2 separate regions of the Columba livia genome follow, and region 2 is linked to region 1. Evidence: chromatin contacts called from public Hi-C data. All regions are on one chromosome and are shown on one strand. The core of a region is the stretch at or near the end of the contact, and the rest is flanking DNA. Distances in the headings are between cores, read along the strand shown. Region 1 holds the start of RADX (RPA1 related single stranded DNA binding protein, X-linked). Region 2 holds the start of VMA21 (vacuolar ATPase assembly factor VMA21).

Region 1 (3,132 bases), core at 551-3,050:
TAGGGCCATCTCCTGATGGCTCATCACCATTCATACTGATTCTCAAAGTGTTTCTGAACTTCCTGTTTCTAATACAATCACATCCATCCCACTGGTCAGCTATGGCAGGGAAATCACATCCAGAGAAATGCACAGACACAATCAGTCATTAAACACGCTGTTGACATCCAGTCAGTGATAGAGATATACCGTGAGTCAGTTTCGAAATTGCTATGTTAGCTAGACCTCTGCTGGTGAGAAAGAAGGTAACAGGATCCAGTTCCTAAGAGAGGGATCTGTCATGTATCTGAAACTGCAATGCATACAAATTTATCCAAAATTATAAAGTATTAACTCTACTATCAGTCCATTATTACTCCACAAAAACTATAACTTCATAGTTTTCATGACTGAAACCAGAGTAACTTACAATAATATCAAATCCTGACAATAGATGTACATGTAACCATTACCTCTGATATAAATAAAACACCTTTCTTCTGCAAGTCATATCACAAGCACAGACAAAAGTGGAAAGAAGCTGTGAACAGTATACAGAGTTCCTCATTATACCTACAAATTCGTTTAATAGCTGGAAAAAGTCTACACCACAGCTCTCTAGGTAAGGCTTATGTGTGATGTGAAATCACATCCTGTGCAACCTCAATAAAAAGGTGTTTGAGTCATGTTTGCTTTTTAAATCATAAATATTGTTTGTATCAGTCCACACAACAGATCATGTATTCACTGGGGGGGGGTGGGGAATACACCACATTGAAGTTTTACTCAATACCTTAGCTCCAACACAAACATCAGGAATGACTGATTTAAATTTTCTCCCTAAGGAGTCCTCTGTTACATAAAATCCATAAACTCATAGCATTCCTAGGGCAGTCTAAAGACCAGAAAAGGCTTGGCTTTTATACCCTCTTGCAGTTTTTCAGACTGTTTCAAATGGTTCAAAAAACAGGTTTTCCAGTTTCCCTAAGGCAAATACTCCACAGTGGCAAAGAGAGTAGACCAGGAATACAACCATTCTCAACTGGGAGAACTGCATCTGGCCTCGTGCATGGAACAGCTCTGCCCAAGCTGCAGCCCCACTTTGGTCTTCTGGATCTCCAAAGGCTACCTGATCTGGATGGGATGTTAGGACAGAATTGTCAGGCAATTGTCAGGCACTGGAACAGGCTGCCCAGGGCAGCGGTGGAGTCACCATCCCTGACGGGGTTTAAAAAGCATTTAGATGAGGTTCTTAGGGACATGGGTTAGTGCTAGAGTTAGGTTAAGCTATGGTTGGACTCGATGACTCTGAGGGTCTCTTTCAACCAAAATAAGTTTATCTTGAGGTAGAAACAATAATTTAACTGCGTGCATAATACTCATTAAAACAAAATCAGGAACAGGTGCGGCAAAAGGTCCCTCGGGGGCTGAAGGGAATGAGAAGCCCCCTTGCCGTTCCGGAGACCGGGACACCGGCAGTACAACACGGAGCAGACGCACCAGTGGCCCGGCCCTGCCGTAGCCCCCGGGCTCGCTCTCCAACAACCGAGCAGCGTCAGCCCAGCGCCTCGAAACTCCCGCCTCCCTGCCGCTACCCGGGTATTTCTCACCGGCGGCCCCGCGGCTGCTCCTCCCACCGCTTCCTCCTTCACACGCCCGCCCCCGCCGGGCTCTCCCGGCTGCCACCGCCTTTCTGTCAAGCGTCTTGCGCGCCGCCCCGGCAACGATTCCTCCGGCCCGGCCTTCACCCCTCCCCCTCCGCGACCGTTGGCAGCTTTGAATGGAAAGCGGCGCGCGCGCGCACCAGCTCCGCCCCCGCGCGCGCCATGGCGGCGTCCCGGCTCAGCCTGTGACAGCAGGAGGCCGAGGCCGCGGCCGCCGTCTCCCACCGCCCTCCCCCGCCCCAGCGGCGGCCCGGGCCCCGGCGTTTGCCCCGGACGGCGCGGGGGGAGGGGCCGCGAGGAAGCTGTCATGCAGGACCCTACCCCGGAACGCGGCGCCGAGGAGAGGCGGGGGGCGCCGGCGAGCGGCGGCGGGGTCTCCTGGCTGCAGAGGGTCTTTGAGGAAGTGCGGGGCTCCTCCCAGCTGAGCCTGGCCCCCGCGGAGCCGCCGCCGCTCACGGTGGTGGCGGTGGAGCGGTACCAGGCCCAGGCCCCCGCCGCCCCGCAGTACTGGTACGACGTGACGCTGGCGGACGGCGCGCGGCAGGAGCGCTGCTACCTCGCGCCGCGCCTCAACGGCCTGGTGGAGCGCGCGCACCTGCGCGCCGGCGCGCGCCTGCGCCTCAGGCGCTGCTCGTACCTGTACGACGAGAAGCGGCTCAACTACGGGTTCCTGTGCCTGGAGGAGCTGGAGACGGTGGGGGGCAGCGGACTCACCGCCGCCCCGCCCCGCCGCCGCCCGCCGCCCCTCCGCGGGGAGAAGCAGCACTACCTGCCGCTATGGAACAACGAGGATCCCTACGGAGACGTGTGGGTGGCAGACAAGCCCCAGGCGCAGGTGAACGTCGATGGTAAGCGGACGGGAGGTGGCTGGAAAGGAATGGGATGGAGTATCAGGAGGATGGAGCCAGGCTCTTCTTGGTGACGATCAGTGGTGGGACGAGGAGCAGTGGATACAAACTGGAATACAGGAGGTTCCACTTAAATATGAGAAGAAACTTTTTCTCAGGGTGACAGAACACTGGAACAGGGAGGTTGTGGATTCTCCTCTGGAGACATTCAAACCCACCTGGCCACCTTCCTGTGTAACCTCATCTAAGTGTTCCTGCTCCGTTGGGGGGATTGGGCTGGATGATCTTTCAAGGGCCTTTCCAATCCTTGACACTCTGTGATTCTGGAGGTGGATACTGGCCCAGAGGCAGTCCTAGGGAGGCCTACGCTGCCGAAGCTGTCCAGGGGCGCCCACAGAGGCGAACAGGCACGGCTGGTTGCATTGCTGGTGGAGCTGGGCCAGGCCTGCTCAGGATTGACCCTCTGGTTGTGTTGGGCACCAGTGTGAACATGCCATAAGTATCACAGCTTGCTTGTTTATGTTACTTTGAGAAGAGTTGTACCGGGGGAGATTCAGATTGGATATTGGGAAAAAAAATCTTCACAGAAAGTGCTGACAGGCATTGGAACAGGCTGCCCAGGCCAGTGGTGGAGTCACCAT
Region 2 (2,790 bases), core at 75-2,574, 220 kb after region 1:
GTTGGCTACAACAGATAAGTTCAAAACCATGTAATGATTCTGCCATTCAAAACTCACAAACAAGATTGAAAACTCTATTTTTCCCTGTTATTGTTTTGCAAAAATCAGCAACATAGGGGTTTTACATGAATATGCTTATCAGTGTATTATTACATACTTATTAAATATCTAATATTAGATACACCCGCACTTGTCATATGATGGTGCTGATCATGTATTGCCATACATACAAGGTAGCATATACCTTAAAAAAGAGACACACAGAATCTTTTCCTTTACTAGAGTTTGTCTCAACGTCTGTTGGGGAGGAAAGCATGGAGGTGGCTGATCTCCTGAGTAGCAAGTGATAGGACAAGAGGAAATGGCCTCAAGCTGTGCCAGGGGAGGTTGAGCTTGGATATTAGGAAAAAAATATTGATGGAAAGGGCTGACAGGCATTGGAACAGGCTGCCCAGGGCAGTGGTGGAGTCACCATCCCTGGGGGGGGTTAAAAGACATTTAGATGAGGTTCTTAGGGACATGGGTTAGTGCCAGAGTTAGGTTATGGTTGTACTCCATCTTGAGGGTCTCTTCCAACAGAAATAATTCTATGATTCTATAATCCCAAATTTTCTTCATGGAAATTAGAAACTATTCGCTATCTAACATCCACAGAAGAACAGGATGATCTCCAGCTTATTAACAAAACTAAATCTCCACTGTTGACAAAAACTTTTCTTACACTGACACACTTGCATCACTTCCCTCCGGAAACAAACAAACAAAAACCCACCCCAAACAAACATCCGTGTATAACCTCAGCCCTAACACGGAGCTTTGACCTGCAGACCAGCCCTCAGCCTCAGCCGTGGGGTTGCCCGCGGTTATGTAGCTCGGCCAAGGCAACCCCAGGGCCTCCACCACCCGCTCCTGCTGCCCGAGCTACCGCTTCTCCTGCCCGCCAAGTGCCCAGGACGGGAAGACACTGTTCCCCGGGTACACACCGTTCCCGCAGCCCCTGCACTCCCCGGCCTGTGCTACCGGCAGCGATCCCACCCGCCACGGCGCCGCAGACACCCAGACAGGTTGCGGCCTGCCGCCGGGCCCTGCCGTCTCGCAGGGGTGCCCGTCCCTTTCTCCGCCAGGCCCTTCCTCTGCCCTCCCCAGGACTCACGGCCTGAAGTCGGACACCGGGGCCGCGCTCAGCTTCCCCGTCTCGTAGCGCTCCATGGCCGCCGCAGCGCTCCCCGCGCATAGCCGCTTCCGGGGGAGGGACAGCGCCACACGTGACGCACGGAGGGGCGGGCGCATGCGCAGGGCGGGCCGCGCGCCGCCGTCTCCATGGCAACCGCGGGGCTGTGGCGGGCCCGGGTGTGTGGTGCGCCGGGGCAGTGTTGTACAGCCGAGCACAGCAACGCTTGCATGGTGGAGGTCAGTGCTTTCCAGCGAATGGCAGTTTCCTCGGTGCCAAAAAGAACGCAAAAAAACAAACCATCATTGAGATGTTTTGGTAAACTCCCCAGTACAAAACACAATAAATGAAAAAACGCTGTCAAGGGCTACAGTATCCTCTAAAGGGCAACCAAAAGTTGCTCTGTTGTTTGTTCTCTCACAAGTTTTCTGCTCTTCTGGCACTAAAGTTAATAAAAATTCCTTTCCCAGCCAAAGATGGAACTTTGGGTTGAAATCCGAAAGAAACAGTCCCCAACATAACTAATAGGTGCTGCAAATGGGAGACCAAGGAGCTGGGCAGATTTCACTTTCCCACAGCCTGGCTGAGACTGGGGATTTCCAAGACGTCACTTTGTTTAAGCCATGAATTCATCCTCCCGTTGAAGCTCTGCTTAAATACTCACCAAGGGATCTACTTGAACCCCGCTTTCCAACAGAAGACCAGAGTGTCACAACCTCTGTGCTATGCTGTCAGCCCCATTTGCAGGGCAATTAGTGGTTTATACTCAATGAACACCTAGCGGGAGCCCAAAGCATTGCCAGCTTCCTGACAATAGCTCTGGAAGCCGTTTAGTTGAATCAGATATACCACACCAATAACATATTTGCCACTTTGCAGTAAAACCATGATTGTGAATAGTGAGGGCTTTTACTATGTTTTCTCCAGTATATACGAGCAGGTGAATTTTTTTAGAAGTCTGGGATTTTTTTGGCAATGAACATAGCTCAGCCTCCCCCCTGTTTGTTAAGCAGCAGCACAGTTGAGGCTGTAACGGTGCTTAGAGAGGAAGGTCTGGCTCTTGTGGTCACACTTGCACTATAAACCAACTGATTTTATGCTCTTTGAAACATGATAGCCCTCCTCTTACTTGATTCCACGGCTGCCTGAGCCAGCAAGAGAGACAATTTGCATGAGGGGTGCAGAAGGGGACTGGTGTGGACTTGGGGGGTGCATTGTAGTGCATACCTAGTTGGATGGGGATGGAAGGAGGGTTTGCTGGCTAACATGAACTTAAAACTTCAAACTAGTTCTTAAAAACATCTAATTAAACTCCAGCAAGCCACTCACAAAATCCAACCCAAATGTGTTAGCAGGTTTTGTTTATTTATAGATTACTCAGTCAGCAAAAGTAATTTGGCAAAAAAAAAATAGTGCATAGTTAAGATATAAATCAGATGACTGAAAAATATCAGTGTAGGTGCAGTGAACATTTAATCACTAAATACATTCTGTTTTTTCCACTTCTGGTTTGACTTTCGTGTTTGTTTCCCCAGTGGGAAAAGCGATGATATAAGACAATGTAATAACAAAACAAGGAAACATAAGAGTGGAATAAGTCTCACATCATGTAAACTTAC

What was found. A called contact is a pair of places that touch in the nucleus more often than the background predicts.
Region 2: a contact with region 1 is called in a Hi-C map of crop, with 2.1 times the contacts expected there. The contact joins the promoter of VMA21 here to the promoter of RADX in region 1. A contact is called at or near these places in 2 of 2 Hi-C or Micro-C datasets (crop and liver).

Annotation. Positions count from the first base shown.
Region 1 is chr12:10,058,252-10,061,383 of bColLiv1.pat.W.v2, forward strand. RADX (RPA1 related single stranded DNA binding protein, X-linked) reads left to right here and starts at 1,801. Exons shown (of 15, transcript XM_065077823.1): 1 at 1,801-2,491. The coding sequence starts at 1,951. LOC110357437 (a long non-coding RNA gene) reads right to left here and starts at 2,174. Exons shown (of 4, transcript XR_010475677.1): 1 at 1,965-2,174.
Region 2 is chr12:10,283,153-10,285,942 of bColLiv1.pat.W.v2, forward strand. It overlaps VMA21 (vacuolar ATPase assembly factor VMA21), which reads right to left and starts at 1,325. Exons shown (of 3, transcript XM_065077836.1): 1 at 1,154-1,325. The coding sequence starts at 1,290.